2 separate regions of the Rattus norvegicus genome follow, and region 2 is linked to region 1. Evidence: chromatin contacts called from public Hi-C data. All regions are on one chromosome and are shown on one strand. The core of a region is the stretch at or near the end of the contact, and the rest is flanking DNA. Distances in the headings are between cores, read along the strand shown.

Evidence for each region. Hi-C and Micro-C count contacts between places; a contact is called where the count stands out from the background.
Region 2: a Hi-C map of liver shows a contact between it and region 1, with 2.2 times the contacts expected there. The contact joins the promoter of C17h5orf24 here to the promoter of Pcbd2 in region 1. A contact is called at or near these places in 5 of 12 Hi-C or Micro-C datasets (Schwann cells, frontal cortex, kidney and 2 more) and 1 of 1 datasets of contacts at active chromatin or transcription factors (oligodendrocytes).

Annotation. Positions count from the first base shown.
Region 1 is chr17:8,899,644-8,902,691 of GRCr8, reverse strand. It overlaps Pcbd2 (pterin-4 alpha-carbinolamine dehydratase 2), which reads left to right and starts at 1,425. Exons shown (of 4, transcript NM_001402494.1): 1 at 1,425-1,531. The coding sequence starts at 1,451.
Region 2 is chr17:8,936,741-8,939,444 of GRCr8, reverse strand. C17h5orf24 (similar to human chromosome 5 open reading frame 24) reads left to right here and starts at 1,319. Exons shown (of 2, transcript NM_001400770.2): 1 at 1,319-1,544.

The DNA.
Region 1 (3,048 bases), core at 176-2,675:
GCCTCCCAAGTGCTGGGATTAAAGGCGAGTGCCACTGTACCTGGGTTGATAGATTACTGTTGAGGTCACTTTGTCCAGTGTTTGAGACACTAGCTCAGCCTCTGATGTCCCTCCACCATGCCCATCCTTTTCCTGCTGCTTTATGACTAGATTTGGGAAGCCATGGCTTCAGACAGTGGCGTGAAGGTGGGAAAATGACGGGCCACCACTTTGTTAACACCCCCTACCATTCTGTTTTCAGTTCTAAGCGGTAGCCCAGGCTGGTCTCAAACCTCAGGTCCTCATGCCTGTCCTGAAAGCTGAGATTCAGGCTTGTACCTCATGTCCTGGAAAAAATCCTCACTTTAATATACACATTTCAAGAATATTTTCCATGTTCATAAACATATAATAAGACTTTTAATTTTAACCCCCGTACCAGATCCTTAGGCATGAGCCTTAAGGAATCCATGCTGTTACCCACGTTATTTTAAGTCAGTGCTGCCTGACCAGCACCCTCAGATTATCCTGAGTCTTGCTTTTCTAGATTGTTAACATCTTGTTAATCAGGCAAAAGAAGTCTAAATTTTAGGTTATTTTGAGCCTTTATTCTTTTCTTCTAAGTCCATTTGGGATATAAGACTGCTAGCAATTGTGAAACCAATGTTAAATGAGCTCTTTAATATATCCCTTTGCCAAATTCTCTGTAAAACAGATAAAAATAAGAACATACTGGTATTTTAGACTGCTGTGTATCTCAGGCTGGCCTGCAACGCCCAGCATTCCACCTGCCTCTGCCTCTAGAATTCTGGGACTAAAGGCGTGTGCCACCGTGCCAGGCAAATTGGTAATATTAATGTACTAATTTAGAAAAGACTAACAGTTGTGCACGGTGGCACATGTCCTGAATCCCCAGCTCCTGGGAGATGAAGACAGATGTTCAAGGCCAGCCTCTGCAACTCTGTACCTGGGCTTCATGAAAACTGCCTCAAGAAAGGAACACAATAAAGTTACTTAGTAAAAAACCAAAAAGATGTAAACTGAGCTGCAACATTTTACTTAAAACTCACCGCTATGTTATCCCTACCCCCACCCCGCCCCCGACACACACCACGGGCTTTAAAATGAATTTTATTGTCACTTACATCGCAAGAAAAAAAAATGGCAAAAGAATAATGAAGATTAACGTACAAACATAAGGCATGGAAGAGAAATTAGGTGTCCCACCGGTCCCAGGTTGGGTCTCGGTGATGCACTTGTGCATGCGGTATGGTGGAGCGGGAGAGAGGAGCGAGCTCAGCGCGGCGGCCGGGTCTTTAAACACTGACCACGGGAGCCGTGGCCCCGCGAACCCCGGCTGCTCGTCCCGCGGAGGGCGCTCTGTCTGCTGCGAGTCCCCGCGGGCGCGGCGGCCATCCCGTCCGGGGGCCTTCGGCGCCGCATCAGGCAGCGCGCGGGGCAGCCCGGGGCCATGGCGGCGGCGGTGGGCGTGCGCGGCGCGGGGCGCTGGTTGGTGGCGCTGCGCTGCCGGGGCGCGAGCGGGGCGGCCATGGTGAGTGCGGCCCGCGCGGGACGCAGGGCCTTCCTTCAGCTGGGTGGGAGCGGCTGCGCGCGCAGACCCGCAGCTCCCACGCTGCAGTCCCGGCGCGGAGGTGGCTCAGGCTGGGGGTTATCCGTGAGTTCGAGGCCAGCCGGGGCTCCGTAGTGGGCCCTGCCTCAAACAAAACAAAACAAAACAAAACACCCAGGCTGTTTCAGCCGTAGTTTTTGAGCTTGCTCACCGGAGACAATGTCGTGGGGGAAAAAAATCTAAATGTGAAGCCGATGATGGGCCGTGGCCATTCTGTATGCTACAAGCGGTCCTGGGGTGGCCTCCTAAGTGATCGGCTAACCGTGTTGTTTCGGGTCAGAGAGCTTTAGGAAGAATTAGTAACCGCTCCACCTCCCTTTCCCTATTTTTGAAGGGCACATCGATTTTTCTCACCACTTTTAAAGGGGACATTTAATTTTCTTACTTCAGACTTTCGGATTTTGGCCGTGCGTTGTGACTTGTAATTCTTGTATCTAGCGAGGCTGAGGCAGGAGGATTACCGCGCACCCGGTGAGGTGTGCTGTGAGACCATCTGAGGGGTTGTTCATTGAGGGGGTAAGGGGTGGAGGGGAGGGAGAGCAAACCGAGGCTGTTTTTTTTTTTTTTTTTTTTTTTTTTAACAAGCAGCTCCATCTAGTGGAAAATGTAGCGTGGAGCGCACCATTTCATTTTCAGGCGCTCGTTAGAACCCATTCGATAACTTTTTTTTAATGAATAAGTCATAGACATGATTTATTTTCCTGTAAAATTTCTATAATACATTTTCCAGAATAGTTTTTCTTGTTACGTAGTAGAATTGTTGAAGTCAGAAAATTATGCAGATAACGTCCATTATGTTTAACTAATGACTTTAGAGGAAAAAAATTTTTTTCCTGGCGTAATCCAGGTCTAGTCATTGCATGTAGTTAACATTTAAAAAAATTAATTTACGGGCTGGAGAGATGGCTCAGCGGTTGAGCACTGACTGTTCTTCCAGAGGTCCTGAGTTCAATTCCCAGCAGCCACATGGTGGCTCACAACCATCTGTAAAGAGATCTGATGCCCTCTTCTGGTGTGTCTGAAGACAGCTACAGTGTACTTATATATAATAAATAAATGAATCTTTAGGGGTTGGGGATTTAGCTCAGTGGTAGAGCGCTTGCCTAGCAAGCGCAAGGCCCTGGGTTCGGTCATCAGCTCCGAAAAAAAAAATTAATTTACTTAAGATAAATTTCGATACAGATGTATTTAGGTACACTAAACTCCTCTCTCTTTCTTACCTGGTTTCTTTCTCCCAATAAAAGAAGGAATGAAATTTCATTTTGCTTTGTCTTTAGTGGATAAGTTTCATGTAGCTGAGGCTGACTTGAACTCCGATACATTCCTGCTTCTACCTCCCAAGTACATAAGCGTTTTGTCCACCACCCTCCGTGTGAAATTTCCTTAACATGTAAAATAGCTCAATTTGATTGCTGCCACCAGGGCATGCTCCTCTCTGA
Region 2 (2,704 bases), core at 70-2,569, 37 kb before region 1:
TACAGTCTAGCCACCTGCTACCTGCTTCTAGGCTGCCAGCTCCAAGTCACCTGCTTTTTTCTTACAACCCACTAGGCCCACTCTGCCAGAAGACAGAAGGCCCCAGTAGGCAATGAAACCCTGGAGACTGGTCTTCCCCAGACCTGTGTTACAGCACAGAGCCCTGCTGGGAAGGAAGTTTCCCCAGATGCTTCCAGAGCACGAAGGGAGTAGTGTTTTTATGGTCGAGCTGTCATGGGATGGGGAGATGTCGCTGTCTGAGCAGACAGAAGACTGCTGCAGTTGAGACCCAGTAGATGTGTGAGCAGGGTCATCTGGGGTGACGTAGGCTGGCTCATCCAAAGGGAGACAAAGCAAGGCCAATATTGGAGCAGCTGCCAGAAGCATCGCAGCGGTTCTCTCTGCCAGACAGGAGTCTCCTTGGGCAGCTCTGATGCCACACAGGAGTCTCCTTGGGCAGCTCTGATGCCACACAGGAGTCTCCTTGGGCAGCTCTGATGCCACACAGGAGTCTCCTTGGGCAGCTCTGAGATTTGTGGCTGTTTTCTTTCATCTTAAACAAAACAAAAACAGCAAAACTATGTTGTTAATGTATGCTTGCAGACCTTTGAAGGGAGGGGCTCCTTGGGTTCCTGAGCAGAAGATGAGGTCTTTGTTGCCTCCTGCTGGACAGGTTTTGGATTTCCCTCGGAACGGAGTGCTGGAAGACTGTCAATTTCATGTCACCTTCTCGTAGTAAGAACTCTACAAGAATCCAGGATAATTCTACCACAAAGTGACTCCGAAGGAACGGCCAAAATGCAATCAGGCTAGTGGCTCGCCCTTTTTAGGATGAAGGATCTGGCACAATCTATAGATGTCAGGGATTTAAAAAACAAAACTAAATGCTACGGGGCATCCCACAAAGTACTTTTAATTATTACACATCTTATGTCTGAGAGCCCTAACACTATCACCATCTGAATAGTCTCAGGTTTGGAGGTGGGTAATCTCGCCCTACCCACCCCTAAGAAGCTAAAGGGCAGACATGATCAGGCATCGTTTAGAAACAGCCGTGAAAACGGCTTCTGGAAAACAACAGCGGGATTCAAACGTTGCCTGCGTCACCGAGTAATCCTGTGATCTGAGAAATCTACCGAGTGGTAGGACCATCGGAATTTCACCTAGGCTAACCGCTCTCTCTTCTCGGCCCGACACGCAGCTCCGCAAAGGCCGCGTCCACGCCGCGCGCGCGCGAACTCTGTCGCGGGCCGCACGACCGGTCTCGCGATATTTAGGCGGGCGGGCGTGCGCCTGCGCCTGCGCGAGCGGCGCTCACATTCCGGGGCTGTGGCGGTCTCTTCCTCCCGCGTCCGGGGCCCGCGGTGAGGGCTCTTGGGAGTCGGGCGCTGGCGTGGGCCTCGCCGCCGCCGCCGCCGGCCCTCTGCCGTGACTGGACTGGGCCGCACGGAGAGGGCGCGGCCGGACTGAACGGAACGGGCGGGGGCTTTCCTGCCTATGGGCGGCCCCTGGGCGCTCTGAGGGCCGGGCTCCGAGCGGCCGAGGTAGGGCGCGGGGCGGCGGCTGGCGAGGGGTCTGGCGAGCCCGGGCGCGGGATGCGGCGGAGAGCGCGAACTCCTCCTTCCTCCGGGGCGGCTGGGCCCGCGGTACTTCCGCCCGGATGCCCGCCGGCCTCGCGGCAGGCGGAAGTCACGGCGCGGGCCGCGCAGCCATGGCTGCAGGGTGGGCGCGGGGATGCAGGCTCGCCCTCGAGCTGCGGTAGACCCCGCATCCCGGCGACACGGCGGGGAACGCTTCGGGTTCCAGTTAGGATGCTGGCTTGGGGGAGCCGCCGTGGGGCACGGTTAAGGAGCGCAGAGAAGACAAAGGAGACCGTTATTTATGTTGTGTCCTAGTATCTAAACTTCTCGCGAGGCAGGGAGCGGAGCAGCACCCTCAATGATTGACACGGCCCTCCACACACACTGGTTTAGAATTATGAAGTCACATGTAATTATCTATAGTAGTTAGCCAAATAGTAACAAAACCCCCGAGGATTATGTGATATTTGATCTTTGGACGAGAACGGGATGTGGGCCTTTGAAGCTTTGCTATATTTACAGAGCTTCAAGGTGTCTTGTGAATTTACTAAAGATAGTTTTCTTGGGAGCTATGTCTGCCACATGCAAGGTTAAAAAAAAAGTGATTTTTTTTTCATTGAAAGACGGCGGGATTACCTACAGTAAAACTGCAGGGAAAGCAAATCGCAGCAGACCTTCAAAACTATTAATTTAAGTCTCAGTAAAACTCCTTGTTGGCTTCCTTAAACTTTCCAGTAAACCATTTTAAAAGATACTTCTCCGTTGCTTGCTATGTGCAAGGCATTGGGTTCCACCCCTAGTACTACGAACAGCTGTAGCCTTCGCTATGCAACACAATTTGTTCTTTAACTCTTAGCTTACATGCCAACTACATATTCTTCCCACTTTTTTTTTTTTTCTTTTTTTTCGGAGCTGGGGACCGAACCCAGGGCCTTGCGCTTGCTAGGCATTCTTCCCACTTTCTTAAATGTAACCCACATCATTTTAGTGAGCTTTGCATGGAGAGAATCCAGGAATAGCTGGGGGGTGGGGGGGAAGCGATTAAGAATGTACGGGTCTTGGGCTGGAGAGATGGCTCAGCGGTTAAGAGCACTGACTGCTCTTCCAGAGGTCCTGAGTTCAAA